Linked DNA regions of Zea mays: regions 1 and 2 are each linked to region 3. Evidence: chromatin contacts called from public Hi-C data. All regions are on one chromosome and are shown on one strand. Each heading gives the region's core, a stretch centred on a gene start, on an enhancer-like site or on the middle of the called end of the contact. The rest is flanking DNA. Distances are from core to core; before and after follow the strand shown. Region 1 has its middle 49 kb from the start of LOC100280666. Region 2 holds the start of LOC100280666 (ATP binding protein). Region 3 holds the start of LOC100286370.

Region 1 (4,151 bases), core at 954-3,453, 190 kb before region 3:
TCCGGCGGACGATCCGGCGGCGACGATGGTGGCCGAGCGAGAGAGAGAAGGGAAGAGAGGGAGAGGGCGAGCTCGGGCGAGAGGAGAGGCGAGCTCGGCAGGGCCGGCTTTATAGAGGGGGAGAGGGAGATGGAGAGCCGGGGAGAGGAGGAGCTGACCGGCGGCTTCAAAGCCATTAATGGCGGCGACGATTTCATGAGGGGAGAGGAAGTGGGGGAGGGAGACGAAGGGCCACCGGCGGCGGTTTCGGGCACGGGCATGCGAGGCGTCGGGCCCGGCTCGGCGGGGCGCGGACGGTCCGGCCAGGGCGCTGCGCGATGGAGACGAAGGGGGCGGGTGGGGCCCACCCGTCAGTGAGAGAGAGGAGGGGGAGTGGCGGCTGGGCCGATTGGGCTGCCTAATGGGCTCGGCTGGCCAAAATGGCCTGGCCGAGTATTAGAGTTTCTTTTTCCTTTTATTTTTATATCCCATAAATATAAATAAATATATTTTTTAAATATTGCCAAAAATCATAATAATTATAGAAAAAATGTTTATAATTAAAATATTTATTTTTGGACGAAAGTTCCCATATTAATTAATTGGGTTTCACATAAAAGGAATTTTATGAATAAAATCATCAATCAATTATGAGCAAACAAAAATAATTCTCTAAAGATAAATGAGATCAAATACTTGATTTTAATTTCTACTTTACTCAATACTAGGTTTTAAATGACTATTAATATATTATTTTAATTGATGGATTTAAGGTGTTACAGTAGCCTGGCACATCGTCGTTCATATCATGGGGGGGTACATGAACGTTGTCGTCCTGTCTCGTCCGCCTGTCTCCTTCGCCTATCTATGTAGCGGGAACAATATGAGTCATGATGAGATTTGCTCATGCGCGATGTGAGGAGTCAATTGTCACGCCTCGGTAACGCGTGGGTTACTAGCGCGGCCCATGCCCTACGGAATGCACATGCCTCCTACTCGCATTTAATGCAAGCAGCCCCCACGCTAGAGGCACGTGTCAGGCTACGCCTGCCTGGTGGCTTCTGTCATGGGCCACAGGCCACGTGGCAGCACCGTATCTCTACCTGAGCGGAGATCAGGAGCTTGGAATGTATGTAGGCGTGGCAGCCCAAACCTCCCCTAGCTAGGGTTTGGAGGGCACTTGTGGAGGTCCGGGTCCTAGCCGTAATGGCGCAGACACGCAGCAACACCAAACCTCCCCTGGCTGGATGTCCAGATGGCAGACATAATGGTCTGGGACCGTCCTATGGGAGTCCGGCCAAGGCTATAGCGGCTGAGTGGTTTTATTCTAGGGACATTTGGCAGATCCGAGCCTCCCCCTGCCAGGGATCCGGTAGGGCCATGCGGAGGTCTGGAACCCACCCGTGAGGGTCCAGACTTATGGTCGAAGTTGCCAAGTACTCCCACCAATGGGGCAAGAGGAGACACCGGCTCGATGGCTGGTGGCCTCGTCAGACGGGACTAGACTCTAAATCGAGGGTAGACTGCTCGTCACCACGTGGCTACTGATAGCCACATGGACCCCGCCTTGACCCAGCAGTATTGGGGTACCAACAGAGGCCCCTAGTATTGGCTAATATAATAAGTCATACATTTTTCGTGTTTAGTTCAGGAAAATAATAGTAGTTCATACATTTTCGATCATGCATCTTTCACATTCCAGAGCTGGAGTTACGTTGAACAGGCACAAGATGGAAATTTGGCAGGTATCAGTGCTCACAAAGAGAAGTACTGTAAATGGTTAGCTACCTTCTTTCTTGAGGACTGATATATATGACCCTCCAGACCTTGAATCCTCAAAATAATGAAACCCCCGTGAATCAACTGATGGTAGCCTGGTAGGTTAGTTAGTACTATATGAAGAGCACTAGCTACTAGCACAATTCACCTGCACTAGAAGGCCAGAACATGTCACAAGAGAACCAGCGAACTATAAGAAGCACTGCATCAATAGAATTAAAACGTTCAATAGTCTAAATGTAAATATTAAAAAAAACTAAAAAAATAGGACGTTGAACTAAGCACCGCAGCAATGGGCGACTTCACGCGTGGTTTGGTTTGGACCTGTTGGGCTGCTACTGTTTAGGTTGTCTCTGCGTAGGCCGCCGCAGGGCTTCTCCGCTCCGCTCGATCGTGTCTTTTGCGTGGGCTGCGTCCTGGTCGGCCCGTGAGTGGCTACTAGCTCTAGGCTCAAGTGGCGGCGTGGAGCTAATCACCATGCATGCAGCAAGTCACTCCAGCTGTGCACAGTGCACGTCACTGACTCGGTGACAGACTGCTGCTGCGTGCATATTGTTGTTGACATCGTCAGATGGAGACATCAAGAGGAGCAAATGTGAACTTTCAAAGCATCCAAAAACGACGGTCTCAATCATTTGTTACATACATACGCTGCTTGGCATTCGGTGGATGAAGCGTAGTAGTGGGACTCGTTCGATTGGGAGGGACGAGAGGGAAATACAATAAAATTGGACGGATGCCGTGCATGTGTGCTGCTGGAGTATTAACAATTAACACTAGTAGCTAGCCGCGCACAAGGATTACTAAACCATTTTGGGTCAAAAAAAATGCTACCCACCGATAACGGTTACCGCCCATAAATGGGTAAAACCGACCGATTTAGTCAAACCAAATCTAAATAAATTCAAAACGGTTTTTCACTGAAAAACTAGCGGTAAACTGCTCAATACCGCTAATAAACCACCCATTTAAACCGGGTTTTTGTTTTTACATAAAAAATTAGAACAAATGACATGATTTAGTTGTAATTTGTTCATTTCACGTTACATAGTAAATACTAATTGGTCCACACAACTTATGTTCACCAAAATGACATACATAAAGCTAAACTAATTTAGTTGTAATTTGCTCAATTCTGATGGTGTACATTTTGGTTGGGATTCTAGACTTTTAGTAGTGAATCTGGTTCAGAAAGCTAAACCAAACACATTCTTAGAACATCTCAGATTCTTTTGTATGCATATGTGCGTATATGTATTGTTATGAGAAACTATTCTTTTATCTAATTAATACTACTATTAAGAACGAAAGGTGGCTATCTGAGGCTACCACGGCTTCACCCCCGCGCTGACACACTGGGGCACCCCACGTGCCCCCGCCTCGCGTCGCACCCTGTTGCCTAGTCCTGGCCATAAAAACCGAAAATCGAACACCGAAAACCGAACACCGAAACTGAAAAAACCGGAACCGAAAAAACAGATTACTTTTCGGTTACCAATCTGCAGAAACCGAACTTATTTCGGTGTTTGGTTTTTTATTTCGGTTTAAACCGAAAACCGGAATCTTGCTGGACTGCACAGTTCTTGCACCTCACTCTTTGACTTTGGTTGCGCGGTTCTTGCTGGGCGCTGGACTACTGTATTGTGTATTTGTGTTGGACTGCTCTATTGTGCTATCAAACATTTGTATTGTGCTCATGTGTTGTGTTTTGCTCTAAACCTAATGAATATGCTCTGAGAACATTTGTATTGCATTGTTACAACATTTGTATTTTGTTGTACTATGCTCTTAAATGAACATATCATGATATTTATATTTCATTGTATTGTGATGTTAGAGCAATTTTATTCGTATTCGGTTTTTTCGGTTAAATCGAAAACCGAACCGAAATATTCGATTAACTAAAGGTTCGGTTTTTGATTTTTCGCAGAAGGTTTCGGTTACTGTTTTCCAGAAATCGAATTTATAAAAAAATCGAAAAACCGATCCGAAAAACATCAGTTAACCGATTGCCTAGGCCTACTGTTGCCCCACGCTCAGCACGCTCTCAGCTACTGCCCTATTGTCACACCTGTTTCTGGGGCAGAGCCGGGTGCATAGCATATGTGTGCCAGGATCTATTTCCACACACATGTTGACATCACAAGTGTAATATATCAAAAGAACAATGCATAAAAGCGTATATAAAGTTTTATTAACATATTACACTTCGAACAGACATAATGTCTTAACCTTTATTCATCAAAGTACAACGAAACATGGACATCCATCCACAGAAAGATGACCGGGGGTATCACTAGACTAGCATCCATGGAGCTCAGCATTATAACTTCATCTGCAAAATTCTGATCAAAATTAAGCAAGGGTGAGCTCACTTATGGTTGGGGCTCAAC
Region 2 (4,163 bases), core at 848-3,347, 140 kb before region 3:
TTGAATGCACTAGCTCTTTTATTGAATGTGTTGGCTGAAAACTTGGATGCCTTGAAGTATGGTGGTTGTGGGGTATTTATAGCTCCAACCACCAAAGTGGTCGTTGGGAAGGCTGCTGTCGAAGGGCGCACCGGACAGTCCGGTGGTGCGCCAGCCACGTCACCCAACCGTTAGGGTTCGACCGTTGGAGCTCTAACAAGTGGGGCCACCGGACAGTCCGGTGGTGCACCGGACAGTCACTGTTCACTGTCTGGTGCGTCATCTGCGCCTGCTCTGACTTCTGCGCGCGCAGTCCACGCACTGTAGCTCACTGTTCACCTTTTGCAGACGACCGTTAGCGCTGTAGCCGTTACTTCGCTTGGCATACCGGACAGTCCGATGAATTATAGCGGAGAGTCTCCCCGAAAACTCGAAGCTAGCAAGTTAGAGTTGATCCACCTGGTGCACCGGACACTGTCCGGTGCGCCAGACCAGGGCAGCATTCGGTTGTCTTTTGCTCTTTTCATTTGAACCCTTTCTTGACTTTTTATTGGTTTTTGTTGAACCTTTGGCACCTGTAGAACTTACAATCTAGAGCAAACTAGTTAGTCCAATTATTTGTGTTGGGCAATTCAACCACCAAAATCATTTAGGAAAATGTTGATCCTATTTCCCTTTCAGCCCACCAGCCCAGCTTTCTCTTAGCTACTGCCCTATGGACCCCGCGCTCGCAGCCATCACCAGACCACACGTACGTTAGTGTTTAGAAATAAACAATAATTATATAAAAAATAGTGCAAAGTGAGCATTTGAACACACACCCTACTCTATAATTTGGGGCTAACCACCAGACCACATATACCAGAGAGTTGACGCATAAAATCACATAATTTGTAACTCGTCATGCTAAATTTCGTCGGCTCTGTGAATTGATGAAAATTAGTTGACTAATTTATTTCCCTTTGAACCTAATATGGGCATCTGGTGCTACACGGTTTCACCTCGGTGCTGACATTTTAGACCCGCTCCACGCACTCACCTGCCCAGCGTTCTCTGAGCTACTACCCTATGGACCCGTGCCCGCGCAGCCACTACGAGACCACACATACCTTAGTTTTTAGAAATAAACAATAATTATATATAAACAATAATTATATAAAAAATAGTGCAAAATGAGTATTTGAACACATCTTTATTATAGAAATTTGGGGCTAACCACAAGACCACACGTACCAGTGAGTTGACGCATAAAAGCACATAATTTGGAACTAGCCATGCTAAATTTCGTCGGCTCTGTGAATTGATGAAAATTACTTGACTAATTTGTATCCCTACGAATCTAATGTGGGTATTGGTGCTACACGGCTTCACCCCGGCGCTGACATTCTGAGTTCGCCTCACGCGCTCACCTTCTCAGCGTTCTCTGAGCTACTGCCCTGTGGATCCCCGCATCTATCATAAGGCCACATATACCTTAGTGTTTAGAAATAAATAATAATTATATAAAGCGAGAATTTGAACCCATATCCTCTACTCCAGAAATTTTCCATCAGACCATAGTTAAAAATAAACAATAATTATATTTAAAATAAAATTTTCAGTATCTATTTATATGATATATAAAAACCGTAGTAAAAACATAGACAACTGGCTAGTAAATCTATATGTATCACATGCAAATTCAAGCTGTCTGATTTCATAGGACTAAATCTTAATCCATTACTTTTATTTCTTAAATTGCTAAATATAGAGACTAAAGGAAAAGAAAACATCTTTTTTAGTCCCGACTGAAAGGGTCGTGCCCACGCCCGCACAGTATCCACCATTCTTTGAAGCGCACGTACTCGAAGATTTAAAATCTACGGCTTCCACAAGTGACAAGCCCAATGCCTTCTCTCTTGGAGGACAAAAAAATAAAATAAAAAACAAACTAGCTCATCGACCGTACATCGTGGCCCGTGCTTCTTACTGACATCTGGGCCCAAGAAGGTGCACAGCATGTGGACCCACTCGCCAGTGGGCCAAGTCACGGGAAGCACGTCCATCCGGGTCAGCCTTTTTTCCCGTCAGAGCTCTCAGAGCAGTGTAATAATAAAGGCACACTCAGCTCAGTCCTCTGTCCTTCTCCTTCTCTCACACACTCCACTCCACGTCCCCCTCCTTCAAATCCTACCAACACCCAAGCACAAGGAGAGAGAAGCCGCCGCCGCCGCCATGGACAATATTGAGGTGAGGAGGAGGAAGAAGAAAGGGAGAAGCAGCGGACGCCGCCAGGGGGGACGGGTACAGGCGGTCCTGCGCGCCGGCCTCGTCGCCATGGCCTTCGCCCTCCTCTGCCTCTGCTCCTCCACGCCCTCCGCCATTGCCCTCACCCCAGACGGTACGTCTGCTTGCTTCATTTCTATCGGTTAACCCCGCGACGTTATCGCTGTCCCCTTGCTTGCTGAGTGCTGCTGCTGAGTTGCTGACCACTGTTCCTTGCTTGCTTGCCTCCAGGCGAGGCGTTGCTGGAGCTCAAGCTGGCCTTCAACGCCACCGTGCAGCGGCTCACCAGCTGGCGTCCCAGCGACCCCAACCCCTGCGGCTGGGAGGGCATCTCCTGCTCCGTCCCTGACCTCAGGGTCCAATCCATGTGCGTTCCTTCTGCTCGCCTTATCTGCTTGCTCTTCCCATTGCTAGCTTGGTAGATTCTTCTTCTTTATCTTCGCCATTTCCATATATTTCCTTTTCTTCTCTCTCCCTCTCGTTGTCTCCCCCTCTTGTCTCGGTTATTTGAATCAGATGTTCCCCCAAATGTGAACTCGTGGCTCGGCTACCGATGCCTTCGTCTTGGATTCCTTCATTGTCCCCTGCTTTCCTTTTCTTTGCCACTGATGAACCCATGCGCATGCGTGCCTCTTGTGTGCAGAAACCTCCCATTCATGCAGCTCGGGGGCATCATTTCGCCCAGCATCGGGAGGCTCGACAAGCTGCAGAGACTGTAAGACCTGTTTGACCGACCAAATGTTTTCCTCCACTGAATACCAACTGCATTGTCTTTATTTCTGCTGCTGCGTTGTTCACGAATGGGCTTTCCGCCTTTCCAGAGCTCTGCACCAGAACAGCTTGCACGGCCCAATCCCTGCAGAGATCAAGAACTGCACCGAGCTCAGGGCAATGTAAGATACTTGGCTAGTTCATTGTCATCGATTTGTTCAGCTAACTCGGCAGAATGTTCAAATGTGTTTGTTTCTTTAATTTCTTTTTTAAAACTCTGTGTGTGTGTGTTCAGTTACCTGAGAGCCAACTACCTGCAAGGAGGCATCCCTTCAGAGATTGGCGAGCTCGTGCACCTCACCATCTTGTATGGTCCTACACATTACCATCGCCCATTGCCTGCTTGTGATTCTAAAAAAATATATGTTCGAATCGCAGGGACCTGTCAAGCAATCTGCTGAGGGGCACAATACCGGCCTCGATCGGAAGCCTCACTCACCTGCGCTTTCTGTAAGTTTTCGTATGTGCCATTTTCATGTTGGAAACACACAATGCTGAATTGCAACTGATGAGAGGGGGGGCACCCACTTACCATGCATGCATCTTTCAGGAACCTGTCTACTAACTTCTTCTCCGGAGAGATCCCAAATGCTGGTGTCCTCGGAACCTTCAAAAGCAGCTCGTAAGCCCCCTTTGCCCCTCGTTTACCTGCGAGTGTTCCTAGTTATGATTGTTCACGTGATGCCAGGTTCGTTGGAAATCTGGAGCTCTGTGGCCTGTCCATCCAGAAAGCTTGCCGTGGAACCCTCGGCTTTCCTGCTGTGTTGCCACATTCCGATCCGCTCTCTTCGGCTGGCAAGCCTTCCATCTTCACTCGATCGATTGCATGCCGCATTCCAAGCTTTTAGTGGCATTTGTATGACTGACCGGTGGAGTTATTTTGCTTCTAATCCAAATAGGTGTTTCTCCAATCAATAACAACAAGACGTCACACTTTCTCAATGGCGTCGTGATCGGCTCGATGTCAACCTTGGCTCTTGCCTTGGTAGCCGTACTTGGGTTCCTATGGATCTGCTTGCTGTCCAGGAAGAAGAGCATTGGTGGAAACTATGTAAAGATGGACAAACAGACTGTTCCTGATGGTAATGGATTCCATTTTCTATTGTTTCTTTCCACCAATGCCAGTTGCAGCCGCTAACCGCTATTCG
Region 3 (3,739 bases), core at 233-2,732:
AAAGGTCCCTAACTGAATTGGTTACGTGGTTTGAGCAGCACTCAGATTAGGGATGGCAACGGGCACATTTTACTCGCGTGCTCACGGGTAAAAACCATAGAGGGTGCGGGTTTGAGTGTGAGTTTGTACCCGTGGGTACAGGTACGGGTTTGATTTTCAACCTGACGGTTTTTTTTCTCGTGGGCATAAAAATGTTGTATCTGTACCCGTAAACCCGCATACTCGCGTGTGTCTGTGTAGACTGTAGAGCACATACATCTCAATTTAGTGCCACCCCGAAAGATTTGAGCGGGCGGAGCCAATCAAATGATATAAAAGAAGACTACAGATGCCAGAGAACTCGTTGAACTTTTGGCTAAGATTGGTACATGTTTTTATCAGTTTAATAAATATTTATTATTATGTGTTATCAGTTTAATAAATATTTATTATATGACTGTGCCCGCGGATGCCATAAACTCGCGGGTAGCGGGTTTGGGTAACATACGCTACCCGTCGCGGGTAGCGAGTGCGAGTACGGGTTTAACATTAATCTCGCGGGTACGAGTTTGTAATCTATGTACCCGCGGGTTTTAAACCCGTTGCCATCCCTAACTCAGATCTTATGTTCGATTTTTCATGGAAGCGAATTTAAGACTGTAGTTAAAAAACCCTCTCACTATGTCTTGTCCGCTTCCGGGTTACGTATTGCACACCACCCTCTAGCTGGGTCGTGCAGAGTGGGTAGTGACGGTCCACTGTTGCAGAGTGGACGATGACGGTCCGCTAGTGATGGAGTCATTGTTTGGAGATTTTCTCGCTCGAGACCATTAACTATCAGAGGATTTTGTGCGCCTTATCTGCCGGCCTTAGGTATTGTACTGGGAGGGTGGTCACACCCTCCCGGCCGAATTTTTTGTGCTATTATTTTATGTATATGTCAACAAATTGTCTCTTGCACCTTGTCCAACAAGAGAGCTCCATCTTACTCGAAAAATAAAAATTTAATTGCACCTAAAAGCTCGGATCCAAAATCAACGTCGATGTCAACGTTGAATAAAGGACGACGTGGTGCAGAAGAGCGACTTTCACAAAATAATCTAAATATTTATTCCATCTATTTCTATTTAAATATCTTTGTAGTTAATATACCGATTAAACCTAGTTAAAACTAACTAGTTTTAAAAATACAAACAATATTTATATATTAGAATAAATTTATTAGAAAAATAAATTCAATAATCCACCTAATGATATTAACTATATTTTATAAATATTACTATATTTTATAAAAGTTAGTATTTTATTATATATATATATATATTTGATTAAAATAGAGTATGTTTGATTTTTCGAGAAACGAAAAATGACAGTTAAAATAAGGCCGAGCGAGTATATTTACTTGCTTCATTAACGGATTTAAACCTTTGGCCATTTCTTTACAGTGCAACGTGGACAGCGCGAGCACATTTTTGACTGACCGGCATAGCAGCCTGAGGATCCAAACAGGCGACCCGCGTGTCAGAGATGCAGCATAGCATGGACGCGGGCGAGGTGCGGCACTGGAACGCGGACGTGAACGGCGTCTCCATCCACGTCGCCGAGCGGGGCCCCGAGGATGGGCCGGCGGTGCTCCTCCTCCACGGCTTCCCGGAGCTCTGGCTCTCGTGGCGCCACCAGATGGCCGCGCTCGCCGCCCGCGGGTTCCGTGCGCTAGCCCCCGACCTCCGCGGCTACGGCGACTCCTCCGCGCCGTCCGACCCCGCCGCCTACTCCATCTTCCACATCGTCGGCGACGTCGTCGCGCTCCTCGACCACCTCCAACTCACAAAGGTGCATGCCGCCTTTTCTGTCCCCCTGCCGTACGTGCTTCTTCTTGTTTCTCGCCTCACCATCGCGAGTGACTGTGTGCTGTGCGCGCCGGCGCCGCCATCTGCCACGGATGGATCTGTAGGTGTTCGTGGCGGGGCACGACTGGGGCGCGCATGCGGCGTGGCTCCTCTGCCTGTTCCGGCCGGACCGGGTGCGCGCCGCCGTCGTTCTGGGGGTACCGTACTCCGCTCGACACGCACACGCTCGCCCCATCACGGAGGCCTTCGCGGCGTTTGGCGAGGGCTTTTACATAAATCAGTTCCAGGTGGTGCTCGCTCATCCGATGATCTTCCCCCTCAACCATGCTATCTACTTCGCCTGATTTTGTACCAGCAATTTTGCACCTATATATATCAATAAATGAGAGTTTTCGATAATTTAAGTATTATTAGTCCATAGAAAAAACACAGCGTTTGGCGATGGCGTTTGAAGATTCATACGTATTTACAGGAGGCTGGAAGAGCTGAGAGCGCATTCGCCCGTTACGATGTCGCAACTGTCCTAAAAAAGTTCTACTCCATCGAAATAGATGATGTCACCGCTCCTCCTGGGGTGGAGATCATAGACTTCCTGGAGGCGTCTCCCTCGCCACTTCCTTGGATCAGCGAGGAAGAACTGGGCCAGTATGCTGAGAAGTTTCACAAGTCCGGGTTCACTGGACCCCTCAACTACTACCGCATGTCGGAGACGTAATTTCCTCACCTTAATTAGCTTGTTTCCTAGTACGTACTATTTCTGTCTTATTAACCATTGCCTGGTTACACTGGTCGTAAGTTGTGGTAATATAATTTTGCATGCAGGAACTCGAGACTCCTTGCACCCTGGAACGGAGCGAAGATTACAGTGCCTGTGAAGTTCATAGCTGGCGATAAGGACATCGGTGCCCAGTCCTTTGGAACTGGGGAGTACATCAAGAGCGCGGAGTTCAAGTCCACCGTTCCAGATCTTGAAGTCACCGTCATCGAAGGCCACCATTTTCTCCAGCAGGAGCAGGCCGAGAGGGTGAACTCGGAGATGGTTTCCTACCTCGTCAGGTTTACTAGCTAGCCAGTAAAGAAATCTTTCTGAACTGAAGAAGTCTTGAAGAGCTGAATAAAGTGTGAGCTAGGCATTTGCTCTTAGCTTCTCATCTCATGATCGTTCTCTCGTCTGCACAGCTGGTGGCTGTGACCCGTTCGGTGATTTAGGAGAAGCAATCTCTCGTTCTTTCAGCAGCTAGGTGTGGTGTGGACAGAAGCAAGCTTCGCGTGGGAAACTTGCTCGATGCCAGGACTACCGCCTACGCTCTAGTCTCCAGTGGCGCTCGTCGCTCAAGGGCGTCGCGTCCATTGTTCGTTGATGTCAATTGTCAAGAATGACTGCTCTCCAGCTCTCCCTCCTCCTCTCCATTGTTCTGTTCTGTTTCGTTCAGCGATATTTTTGGGATGTGCGAGTGTGAGGACTACTGCACATCAAAGGATCCTGACTACTGATGCACAATGCAGTAGCGGCGCCTTCTGCATAATCTGGAAGAAGATTGGAACATAGAGTGCCAAGTACTGGCACTGTGCAAGTGCAAGTGAGAGAGGTCATCATCCTGCAGTCCACGGTTGCTACATACAAATGCACCTGTTAATTAGTCACCAGTACCAAGACTGAGGACCACGCTGTGCTACAGGACAGTTACCTGGGTCACGCACTTGTCGTCTTACTACGGCACCGACTGTCTGCTATAGTGATATGAACAAGAAAGAGGATAGCTCTGCACCGCCCTGCTTAACTCTGCATATAAGATCCTTAACTCTGCATATAAGATCCTTAACTCTACATTTCTATATATATAAGATCCTTAACTCTGCATATCATATTCAGGGACGGATAATAATTGGATATACCCTCACCTAGTAGC

Evidence for each region. Hi-C and Micro-C count contacts between places; a contact is called where the count stands out from the background.
Region 1: a Hi-C map of tassel shows a contact between it and region 3, with 3 times the contacts expected there. The contact joins the enhancer-like site here to the promoter of LOC100286370 in region 3. A contact is called at or near these places in 4 of 25 Hi-C or Micro-C datasets (ear, leaf and tassel).
Region 2: a contact with region 3 is called in a Hi-C map of leaf, with 2.0 times the contacts expected there. The contact joins the promoter of LOC100280666 here to the promoter of LOC100286370 in region 3. A contact is called at or near these places in 3 of 25 Hi-C or Micro-C datasets (bundle sheath and leaf).

Annotation. Positions count from the first base shown.
Region 1 is chr3:106,923,973-106,928,123 of Zm-B73-REFERENCE-NAM-5.0, forward strand. No RefSeq gene overlaps it. Among protein-coding and RNA genes, the nearest start is that of LOC100280666, 49 kb to the right of the region's middle. Within about 2 kb of position 2,204, at least 15 of the 20 cell types and tissues checked have an H3K27ac peak or open chromatin away from gene starts, as enhancers often do. A contact at or near this core is called in ear, leaf and tassel, where this site is marked.
Region 2 is chr3:106,973,253-106,977,415 of Zm-B73-REFERENCE-NAM-5.0, forward strand. It overlaps LOC100280666 (ATP binding protein), which reads left to right and starts at 2,098. Exons shown (of 13, transcript NM_001153584.1): 1 at 2,098-2,359; 2 at 2,476-2,611; 3 at 2,888-2,959; 4 at 3,066-3,137; 5 at 3,251-3,322; 6 at 3,394-3,465; 7 at 3,566-3,637; 8 at 3,704-3,810; 9 at 3,915-4,097. The coding sequence starts at 2,194.
Region 3 is chr3:107,113,982-107,117,720 of Zm-B73-REFERENCE-NAM-5.0, forward strand. LOC100286370 reads left to right here and starts at 1,483. Exons shown (of 4, transcript NM_001159257.2): 1 at 1,483-1,812; 2 at 1,934-2,116; 3 at 2,302-2,540; 4 at 2,652-3,230. The coding sequence starts at 1,519. The coding sequence ends at 2,898.